Regions from separate parts of the Sus scrofa genome. Here region 2 is linked to region 1. The links are chromatin contacts, called in public Hi-C maps. All regions are on one chromosome and are shown on one strand. The core of a region is the stretch at or near the end of the contact, and the rest is flanking DNA. Distances in the headings are between cores, read along the strand shown. Region 1 has its middle 140 kb from the start of HES1. Region 2 holds the start of LOC110256390 (a long non-coding RNA gene).

Region 1 (6,002 bases), core at 2,504-5,003:
ACTTTACCCACTGAGCAAGGCCAGGGATCGAACCCACAACCTCATGGTTCCTAGTCAGATTCATTTCTGCTGCTCCGCAACAGGAACTCCTATCCACAGCCTCTTGTTTGGCCTTCTTAAAAGAACAATTTCTCAGAATCTTACATCCAAACAACCAAGCACTAGCAAGTTATTATTAGAGGGAACCTAGGTCCTAGCCTGCACCTGAGCTGGAGCCCAATGTGTCCCAGCCCATCTGATAAATGTGTGAGGGAGCGAGGGGCCTCCTGGGAAGGTGCATGTTCTAGGACAAAGGAGCCTGAGGGGCTGGATTGACCCAGGAGGTCAGTTTCGTCCACTGGAGGGAATTTATTCTGAGTATCCCCTGGCTAAACATGCTTTTGGTGCATATTTAAGTTTTATCAAGAGCAGAAGAACCATAAGGAAAAATGGAAAAGACTATTTTGTTGGAGTTTTGCAGGAAACCAGAGAGCAGACAGTAGAACTTTGCAGCCAAGGCGCTACAACATCCCATGGAAGGGAGTGGGTCAAAGAACCTTCTTCGTCATTCCCCAGCACTGTGGCTCCGGAGTGCCTAGGGATGGCCAGCAGTTGCATGTTGTCTTGGGGCTCCTGGGACAACTTGGAGAGGCTGTGCAGAGGGTCCCTTGCTCTAGGCACTCAGGGTATAGTGCCACACTAAGAAGTCACATTCAGGTGGTGAGGTTTGGGGCACTCAGCTTACTTTACCAGGCACTTAAATAGTTGAGTCACTTTTTGTCCTTTTCTTCTCTAGATTAAATGATGCCAGTTCTGTCAGCCAGTCTTTTAAAGGCATACTTCCCCCCCACCCCCACACCAAAATTCCCAGGCCAGGAATCAAACCTCCACCATGGCAGCAACCTGAGCCACAGCAATGACAACACTGGATCCTTAACCTGTTGAGCCACCAGGGAACTTCAGAGCACCCTTTATCTTAATATCATATGAGTGCATTTTGGTCCTCCTTATTTAATTATAAGTTACCTTATTTACTTCTGTGGCTCTCCCTCTTATGTGTATAGCACAGTACAAAGTATAGGGCATTTTTAGATACTTTCATGAGAATCTACCCTGTAAATAATTTGCTGATATCCATCAGTTATACCCCTTATGATGCCTGAGGATTGACAGCATACTGGTAGTTGCTAAGATGGCCTAACATTTCCTGCTCAGTGGCCAACCATGCCTCCTTGGATCCGTCTTCCACTCCCATGGATAAAGAAGACTCCCATCAGTCTTCTTCCATACAGTATTTGAGATATTCAGGTATGGCTACTACACAGTTTTTCTTACAACATCACTCAGAAGGTGTAAGATGAGTTCTTCAGCTGTCAAAGTCAATGAACATTAACCTTCTCTCCCAAAGCATCAATAGCCATAACAACATTACCCTCACCTGCAAATGCCCTGAGTCTGCCCATAATAGCCTCATTAAGTCATCATAAAAAAATACAAAACTATTGTATATGTGTGTACATAACATCTCTTAATGATGGCAACCCCTGGAGAAGGTGATGGTGAGTTGAAGAGTCTATGGTGGTGGCAGAATTTTCATTATGTACTTCTGAATCACTTCAAGTTCGAGTCATGTATTACTTTTCCAGTTAAATTCTTAAAAACTAGTCCTAAACAAACAAAAATTCAACAAAGAACAAGACACAGTCCTGACCCCCTTAGCAGTGGTGCTGACAGGTACCTGTAGTTGATGCCTTACCCTTTGGAATCAAATGTCCACCACCATGCCATTGGCCCTATGGAAAGCCTCACTGAAATCAATATGGATTACACAATGAAGTGCCTGGCTCTTGTCCCTCACAGCCCTATCCCCATAACTGGGGCAACAAGACTTCCAGCTACGCCTGGGCCCGAGGACTAATCCTACTTCTCCTCTGGAGGGATTTTAAGGGACTCCAGGCTTGGATGACTTTGCCTTTGTGTTCTTTTGGCAAAGTCAGTCCAGATCTTCTCTGGTGGGGATAACATACCATCTTCATTTTTAGCTTGCTTGATTATGAAATCCATCGAGGGGTAAATGAGACACCTATAAGATCAGAAGCTTTCTCTCTCCATGTATTCATCAAATGCAGTTATTAAAAAACTGTGTGCAGGATATTAAACCAGGCCTGAGGCAGAAGTGGGTGACAAGAGGAAGGAGTAGCCCAGTGCCTTCGAGGAGCTCACAGTTTAATTTTTTTGTTGTTTTTTAGGGCCACACTTGCGGTATATGGAGGTTCCCAGGCTAGGGGTCAAGTCGGAGCTACGGCTGCTGGCTTACACCACAGCCACAGCAACGCAGGATCCGAGCAGTGTCTGAGCCCTATACCCCAGCTCACAGCAATGCCGGATCCTTAACCCACTGAGCAAGGCCAGGGATCAAACCCACAAACTCATGGTTACTAGTGGGATTCATTTCCACTGTGCCACAGCAGAAACTCCTGGGAGCTCACGTTTTAGTAGGAAAGACAGAGGGAGCCCAAATCCAAGCGCTTTACTGAGTACAAGCAAGAGTGAGAGAGGAGAGGAGGAGGAAGGATTGCTTTTAGTCATTGGCAGTGAGATAAGGAGCAGTCCAGGAAGCTTTCAGGAGGGGATGACACTGTTAAGACTTGAGTGCTGGCAGGATTTCAGCAGCTGCAGATAGAACTTTCCAGATCAAGGAAATGGCCTGGGAAGGTGACCTTGTTTTCACATAGTATAGAGGTTCTGCACTGCTGCTCTCCCGTTCCTTAGAGAAAGAACACAAAACGGAAGGTGAAAGGAGCTGGGCCTGGAGTACCTGGGACTGCCTGTAGAGGTTCTTTCTGTTTAAATGTGCCTTCCTCTCGCTATCCAGTCTGTCTTATGAAAACTACTCTTCAAGCCCCAGCCCTCATCACTCTCCTTCCCAGGACAAGACACTCTGTCTTTTCCAGGCAGGACTGGCTGTCCTGGCTACTGCACTCTCACTGCTCCCTGTCAGTTCTAGAACATCAGGGAAACTCAGAAGTCAGGTACCTAGGCTCTGGCACCTTTCTGCCTGGGTTCAAATCCCAGCTCAGTCATTGACTTCCGAGTTGTCTCAAGCAAGTCACTGGCCCTCTGTGGACCTTCCTTTTACGATCTGTAAAATATGATTGTACAGGGACCTCCCTCCAAAAACCTCCCAGAGGATTAAACAAGGTAATGCCCCAAGGCATTAAAGCAGCCCTGCCTTAGTGGCCTGCTTTAATTGTCTGCTACTTCGAGCCTCCCCACCCCCGGCCCTGCTAACTCTTTCAGGACGGTCTGTGCTTGTGACCTTGAGAATCTTGAGGGTCAGGGACACGGCTCTTAATCTCTGAACCAGTCTCTCATCCTGTCTCTCTGCTTCTCTCTCTCCTCATACTTAGAGGTGTCCTGCAAGAGGTGTACAATTACTACCTTCGCAAGGGACGAACAAAATAGGGTCATGAAAAGGGAAAAAAAAAAATTGAGTCAAGCCCAGATGCAAAGAGAGACGAGAGATGGATGGCGAGGAGCTTAGAAACGTCAATGGCGGGATGAGAATCCGCCACACCTTCAGAAGAGAAAAATCCCTATCACCCTTTTTCCATCTCGACACGGGGACAGTGCGAATAGAAATTCATTCCAACAGTAGTTTTCTCGGCCTCGCCAGCGGCCCCGGGCGCTCCCTTTCCCTCCCCCGCGGGGCGGTCCTGCCCTCCCCCGCCAAGGAACGGCCGCGGCCGCAACCCTGACCTCGGCTCCCACGCGGGGCAACAGCCGGGCAGCCGGCGGGCGCGCGGGCGGGGCAGGAAGGGGGAGACGCGGCTCCGGGCGCCCGATCCTTAACTGCAGCTTCCAAACCCCTGCCCGATCCTAATCAGTGTGGGAAAGGAGCACAGGCCGGCCCGCCGGCCGGAGCCGCCGCCTCTTTTCATAAACTTTATCGCCGCGCGCAGCCGCTGATAAAGCACCGTAAATAAACGAGCGCGGGGTGTGCGGCGGCCCCAGGCTGCCTGCGCCCGCCCGCCCGGCCGGCCCCGCCGCCCCCGGGGAAATGAATCACACGCCGCCCGCCGACTTGGAAAGAGTTGCCGGCTCTCCTCCTCTCCAGACCAGCGCCATAAATCATCAGGCGTTCCTCCCCTCCCCAGAACCCCCTCACCTTTTGTTTTATGGATTCAATTAAAAAAAAAAAAAAAGCACAGGAGTTTTCTTTCTGGCTACCAGGCCACCCCTCCTCGTCCGGGGAGTTAAGTGTGTTGCCCTGGGTTATCCTCTTGCCTCAGGTCAAACTCCTCGGTCCTGGCTCCGACTGGGGCCAGTGCCTGTTTGCACAAATCCCCTTGGGCTCCTGCACAACTTCGGGTGGGCTGGAGCCGGGACCGGGAGTGGAGAGGCGAGACTTGAAGTCTCTGGTGGCAGGTGATGAGAACAGGTTCCCACAAAAGTGGACTTGGGCGCGCGCATGTGTGGATGCATAGCTGGCTTCGGCCAAGTCCTAGGAGGGGCTCTGGATTCGAGGCTGGGCCGGCACCCAAAGAATTTAGAGGTCAGGGGACTAGGGTCTGTGCAGTGTCCTGCCTGCAGAGGAAGCGAGGGTGCCTCCTGCACGTCAGTGAAAGTGTGTTCAAAAGTCCCTTACATGCCGTTGGCACAGATCTTTTGATCTGCATTCTTAAGTTCTTGAAATTTTGCTGCAGGGGGGTGGGGGTGGGGGCTGTTGGTGGGGGGGGGTGTAGTGGGGCGGGGGTGGTTGAGTGTGGGGGGTGGTGCACATTAACCCACAATACAATTTGGAGATGGAAGTTTGACAGCAGACTCCCTGAGTATGAACAAAGACAGAAAGATAGGGTGTGCAGAGCAGCTGAAGCACATGGCTCAGTCACAAGACCAGGTCTCTTGTCCAGCTCTGCTACCTCCTGGCTCTGGGCCCTAGGCAGCCGCCCCTTGCTGGTTTCATCATCTGTCTGTCTGAGTGAATAATATACATTAAGAGGTCCTCCAACTTTCCTAGTTTGTAGAAAATAGCATCCTTCTTATGAATCACATTTCTGAGGTGTCTTATCACAGGTCCCCCTGAAGAAACACTGTTTTGTCCCCTTAGAAGACATCAGGGGTAGTTTCTGTGACTGACCCCTTCTTAGTGAGCTGAACACCAGACTTAACTCCTTGCTCAAGGAGGTTAGGGAGGTCCGAGGACCCCTCAGCCAAAATGGAGTCTGCCTGTGAGGCAGAAAGACATTTGAATGTCTTTCTAGAGCAAACCCAGCATATTCCAACAGCATCAGCCCACTGCCTCTCTGGTCCCCAGATCTAAGCTGTTTCTTTTGGAATGTTCTGCTCCTCATGGGAGGGACTGTTCGGCTCAGAACATTTAGTCGGAAAAGTCAGTGTCTCCCTCCATGGGAAGTAAGACTGGGGAGGAAAGAACTTTCTGAGGGCAGCTCTGGAGAAAGCGTCCTGAGGAGATTCGGGGGGGGGGGGGGCGGGTGGTTAGGGTGGCCATCCCTCCAGCCGTGGCCAAGAGGAGAGGCTCACTCATGAAAAGGAAAAATGGACAAAGGCCTGCTTCTTCCAGAACGCCTTCCTGACACTACAACGTGTCCCAGGGGACCGTGTGGCCCCCAAACAGGCTTTACTTCCTGCTCTCTGGACAGAAGGCCACTCAGTTTCACTTCCTTCATTTGCATAATGTCAAGAAAAATGAGTCATACTGAATTGGCATTTGTTTGAAAATATTGGCAAGAGGCTCCCCAACCGAGATGGGGGCTATTTCTCAGAAAGGAATCAACACTCCCTCGATCACTGATGTATTACGTGAGTGTGATCAAGCTTCAGTTTCAAGCCTCAGTGTTCCCCATCCATGGGTCCTGATGATTTTTAAGATTTCTTTCCACCCTGTCATACTGGGACTCTAACACACATGGGACAATCATAGGTAGAAGTAAGATTTTAAATTTTCCAGAAGAGAGGTAGGTAAGGGAAATATCTAAATGCGACTCCTCTACAGTTGCTCA
Region 2 (5,192 bases), core at 397-2,896, 260 kb after region 1:
GAAGCTGTGAATCAGACCAGAAACCCGGGAGCTCAGGCTTGTCCTGGGCAGGCGGCCAGACCACGCCTCGCAGGCCCCCCCCTCTGACAGACCCCCTTGCTTCATGTGGGCCCACCTCCCTGCCACCTGCGCTCTTTCCCAGTGAGAGCCTCCAGCACATGGCTTCCCTCCGCCCCAGGTGGACTGGGAACGGGGCCACGCACCCAGATGATAGCCCACCCGGGCTCTGACCCCATGCCCTTGAGGAATTTAGCTTCACGGAGAATCAGCTTCCCCTTCACAAGTGGAAACTGGAGAGTGAGAATATTTTCAGAGTGTTCCATGTTTATTTTCCCACGTTTCAAGGGCGGCGACATAGGAAACGGGGTCAGACTTGTTCTCTCTAGCTCCAGAGGTCAGGACAAGCATTCTACGGAGGCAGAATTCAGTTTAAATAGGGGAAAATGAAACCCCCGAACAGGCCATCCCCTAAGTAGTGAGCACCCTGTTGCTAGACTTTAAGCTCTGCGAGGGTCGCTGTCTGTCTTCATTCCTGCCAGAGGACCAAACCAGCACGGTGCCTGCCTAAGAGTAAAGGCTCCAAATCTTTGTGGAAGAGAGGAGTGAAGGCGGATAGAAAAAACAGGGAGGGGTCTTCCCACTGCCTCTCAATAGTAACGAACCTGACTAGGAACCATGAGGCTGCGGGTTCGATCCCTAGCCTTGCTCAGCGGGTTAAGGATCCGGCATTGCCGTGAGCTGTGGTATAGGTCACAGATGCAGCTTGGATCCCACGTTGCTATGGCTCTGGTGTAGGCCGGCAGCTGCAGCTTCGATTTGACCCTTAACCTGGGAACGTCCCTGTGCCATGGTGCAGCCCTAAAAAGAAAAAAAAAAAAAAAAAAAAAAAAACCCAGGAGGGAAAGAGAGGTGGAAAGAAGGAAGAAGAGAGAAAAAGACGAAAGGAGAAAAAGGGGAAAGGATCATCTTCGAGAAGATTCCTCCTTTAGGAGAGAGTTTGGACAAGCTGACTGCAATTGTCTTTTGGACTCAATGATTACAAGACAAGGATTTTAAGCACCCACTCCAAGGGGACACATCAACTCCAAAACCAGGCCGAGCAATTCTCTTGTGACACTGTGTTCATAGGCACAGGCCTTGCCACCCGAGCACTCTGTGGTCTACAACGCCCCCAAGACAGACACAAACACACACACACACACACACACACACACACACACACACACACACACACACACAAGTTGTCCCTCACTTCTACAGAATCCTGAAAAACACAGAGTCTGCATTTGAAAGACGTAGAGCCAGAGGTTCAAAGACGGCATGTGACTTGTCTGAGCTGAGACTTAGCCTCAGGTCTCCTGACCCTGAGTCCAGTAATAAGCAGGCTAGTCTGCCTTCCTGCCTGCCAAAGAGCTGTCTGCCCCTGAAGACAGCTATCATGGTCTCACACGAAACTGAAGCACCAGAGGTTGCCCTATCCTTTGAAAAAATGTAGAGGAAACAGATCTTCCTAAAAACAACAACAACAACAAAAAAAAAAACACTTCCCTTTCCCGGCCTGGCTCCCAGCAGGATAAGGCTTGGGCACGACCACTAATTGCAGTAACCGGCAGAGGATCTGGGACTCTTTCCAGAGGCAAGTTTACTTTCTAGGGCCAGCTCTCCAGAGCACTGGTTGGAAAGATGTGTTCTTTTCCAAAGGTCTGACTAGCTGGAGATTAGGCGGGTCATTTGCCTGTCTTCTGTCCCTCTGTGTTCCTCTCTCACAGGGGGCTGACCCCTGTCGGCCACATTCCCCACCAAGACTGGTTTCTACCCTCGGCTCCCCACCGCCCCCGCCCCCGGGGGGAAGGACAGAGGGTAGAAACCAGCCTTTCTCTCTGTCTCTCCCTTTATCTGGAGCATCACCTCTGGGGTCCCAATTCCTGCCAGGGGACTTCTGCCAGGGTTCCAGCTCTCTCTGAGTTCTGGAAACACAACCTCTTCTCTGCCCTTCCAGCAGGAATGGGGCCATTTTCTTGTGGCTGCTACTCTCAAGGCTGCCTTTCACCCAAGTCTGCCCTTTCCTCTCTTCCAAGGTCTTCACAGCTAGCTTCCCTCTGCTGAGGTTTCCGGAATGGGCTATGTCTCCCCCCTGGACTCTGACTGACTCCATGTCAGTGTGGGTGGGTTGAGACCCAGCGCAGAGAGGGTTAAATGGATGGCAATATGGGACTCTCTCTAAGGACCACCTTAAAGAGAGTCAGGTAGTACCTGAGGAAGTACCAAGAGAGTCAGGTAGGCAGGCCAGGAGGCTCCTGAGGAAGCTACCTGTGTATGAGGAGGCAGGCCAGGGCCACCCTGGCTCTGCATGGGAACCAGAGGACCTGGAGTCAGCCCACTGTCCCATCGCAGGCCCCTTCCCCTCTCACAAGGCCCCACCTGCCCAGCATCCCTCAGTGCTAGGACACAATCAGTGCTTCTCACACATGTGGGCCAGACGGCAGGACTCAGCCTCTCAGAGCTCTGAGCAAGCCAAGATTCTAGGTCCAGAAGCTTCTAGGTCACCTCCATCGAAGCGGAAAGAAGGGCTCCCTCAGCACCATCAGCAAAGAAAGCAGGTGTCTTTCCTCCCCACTCCCAAACTCATGGCATCTGGGACTCAAAAAGAAGAGTCACAGTCTCTTCCTGCCCCCACCTCACCCCCAAGGCCCCTCACTCTCCTAGGCTGAGGTCTAATCGGGACTTTTAAGAGTCCCGCCTAGGCAGAGACCCAAGGGGAGGCTGTGTTCTCTGAAACTATTATTCATGAGCACAGATATATCATGTAGAAAGGGAGAAAGCTGAGACTCACCTTTAGATTTAGGTGGACCTACTACATGCTTGCCACGGAGATAAGTACTTACACGTAGTCTGTGTCATTTCATCAATCGATAAAAGGGGAGAATAAGACCCCCCCCCAAAATGCATCAGCCTCTGTTCAATGTATCTTTACTGGGTACCTGCCAGGTACTAGGCATTCTGCAAGGATGATTTGACTACAGTTCCTTCCTTCTAGTCAAGAACCTGAGGTCTGGAATCAGCTAGACCCACCTGGGTTTGAATCCAGACTCCAGCAGTTAGTATTTATGTGACCTTGAGCAAGTGACGTGTGCCCCGAGCCTCAGATTCTGCATCTATGAAAAGGATATAATGATAAGAGTCTAGTCTCATTAAGGTGTTGAAGGATTCAGGTAGGTTAACAAGCTTAGCGAGTGCCCAGCACCTGGTAAACACTCTTCAACGAGTGGTAACTTTTTTTTTTAATTAGTAAGTCTAGGATGCATGGCAGCATCCAGGGGTGAAAAGCATTTTCGAAGGCTGCCCAGAGCCTTCTGACTCCAGAATTGGAAGAAAAATGGCTGTTGCTTTCTCCGTCTCACCTCAGACGCATCCCACACACCCTCAGCTCCCCCTGGCAGCCTCGCCGCCACCCTTCTGAGCTGCCGGATGTCCGCTGAGGTCCAAGGTTTGGAGAGTTTCCGGGACTGGCGGGGTCACACTGCAGCTGGGCGGTGCCTGGCAGCCCCACCCTTCCTGGCAGCCAGGCCTCCTCCTGGGTCCCTGAAAGCCTGCCAATGGGGGGTGGGGAGCAGAGGGAGAGGAAGGTCCAGCTCAGACATTTGCCCTGAGGGAAGCCTGCAGGGAGGCTGGGGTTACGGGGGAAGGAGGAGAGGGGGCAGAGCAGACTCACACCCTTGTCCAGCCACACAGAGAATCCAGACTCTGGAAGTGCCAAGTGCTCCTCCTAGTGGAGAAGGGATGAGGCAAGATCCCATTCAGCTGCCTCTCCCCCCCCTCCCCCATTACCTAACCCAAAAAACGGGGTGCCTTCACCAGGCCCATCAGACGGCACTTTCAGTCCCATTCTACAGCTCCTCACAGCTGAAAAAGCCCCTTTGCATCCAATTCCCGTAACATGGTGATTTTTTTTCAGGGGGCACATTTGTAACACCCCATTTCACAGATGAGAACACTGAGTCCATTCCTGCAGTCTTTGGCAGAACTGGGACTAGAACCCAGGTCTTTTCATTCTCCCTTCCACAGGCTTTTGTCAGTGCACTGGCCTCCAAGAGGGAGATACCCTCCTTGTCCATAGCCCACCCCTTCCACCCCCACTCCTCATACAAGCATCGTGCCATCTTGAAAACAGCACTGGTTCTTTTCTTGGCTCTCAGTCACAAGAACCTCAGCGCCCAGTGGTAGCCTGATTAAAGCCACTCCTTTGCTGCAAGCTCGTCCTACGTTTTCATACCTGCGCATCTCAGTGTCAGCCTTCCCTTCCACCAGCAGGCCTATCCGACGGCTCTCCCAGAGAAAAAGGCTTTCTGCTCACTGTGGTCAGATCCAGGGCACAGCAGGTCTCCTGGGGATCCACCACACACAAGCTGTGCTGAGCACTCCCAGCACAAAGACAGAGCAGTGGGGGCAGTGGAGAGGGACCCCGGCCTGGTCCACCCTGTGCCCCCTGCCCTGGAAGAGACAGGCTGGAGAGAAGGCCCACTCTGGAGGAGGAGACGACCTCTGCCCTGCCTTCTTCCCTGAAAACAAAGTCCCTCCTCAGAAGGAGCTCTCCAGAGGCACCCCTGCCCCGACTGGGAACGCAACCACATGGGTCCTTGGGACCCACAGTTCCCAGGGACAGCCCCAGAGGTCTGGCTTGGAGACCCAGCCACTAGCGAGTCTCCTACAGAACAGAGCTGGAGAGGTGGCCCGGGTCCCCATCCTGGAGGGAAGGTCTCCTGGGACTGGAAGCTGGTTCTCCCCCAGCTCCGGGAGTGGGGTGGCTTACTCGCTGCGGATCCTGTCATGGGACAGAGCTGGGCCTGGGCTCAAGGACAGGCCAGGCAGACAGAGAACTGTGTTTTCCGGGAAGGCAGCCAGCCCTCGTGCCCTCAGGCTTCCGGGCATTGAGGAGAGCAGCAGAGCAGGCTCCTGCCACCACCCCAGTCGCCCCACACAGCCCGGCCCGTCTCTGAGCCAGAGCACTGCAGCAGGAGGTCCTCTGCCACCCAGCCCTTCCCCCGGCCACTGCTTTGTGAACTAAAGGGCGCTGCACTGAGGGGAGGACAAGCATGACCTGAGGCCTCAGCCCCACCCCATGCCCAAGTCCTTGGGTGTCTCCTCGTGAGCAAACCGGAGCTCCCCTGCTTCTCTCATTCCCAGGACGATGG

What was found. A called contact is a pair of places that touch in the nucleus more often than the background predicts.
Region 2: a Hi-C map of liver shows a contact between it and region 1, with 12 times the contacts expected there. The contact joins two enhancer-like sites. A contact is called at or near these places in 9 of 47 Hi-C or Micro-C datasets (embryonic fibroblasts, heart right ventricle, liver and 4 more) and 2 of 2 datasets of contacts at active chromatin or transcription factors (alveolar macrophages and skeletal muscle).

What each region holds. Positions count from the first base shown.
Region 1 is chr13:130,996,853-131,002,854 of Sscrofa11.1, forward strand. No RefSeq gene overlaps it. Among named protein-coding and RNA genes, the nearest start is that of HES1, 140 kb to the right of the region's middle. Within about 2 kb of position 3,754, at least 43 of the 83 cell types and tissues checked have an H3K27ac peak or open chromatin away from gene starts, as enhancers often do. A contact at or near this core is called in liver, retroperitoneal adipose tissue and subcutaneous adipose tissue, where this site is marked.
Region 2 is chr13:131,260,920-131,266,111 of Sscrofa11.1, forward strand. It overlaps LOC110256390 (a long non-coding RNA gene), which reads right to left and starts at 4,825. Exons shown (of 4, transcript XR_002337828.1): 1 at 4,274-4,825. Within about 2 kb of position 1,647, at least 27 of the 83 cell types and tissues checked have an H3K27ac peak or open chromatin away from gene starts, as enhancers often do. A contact at or near this core is called in liver, retroperitoneal adipose tissue and subcutaneous adipose tissue, where this site is marked.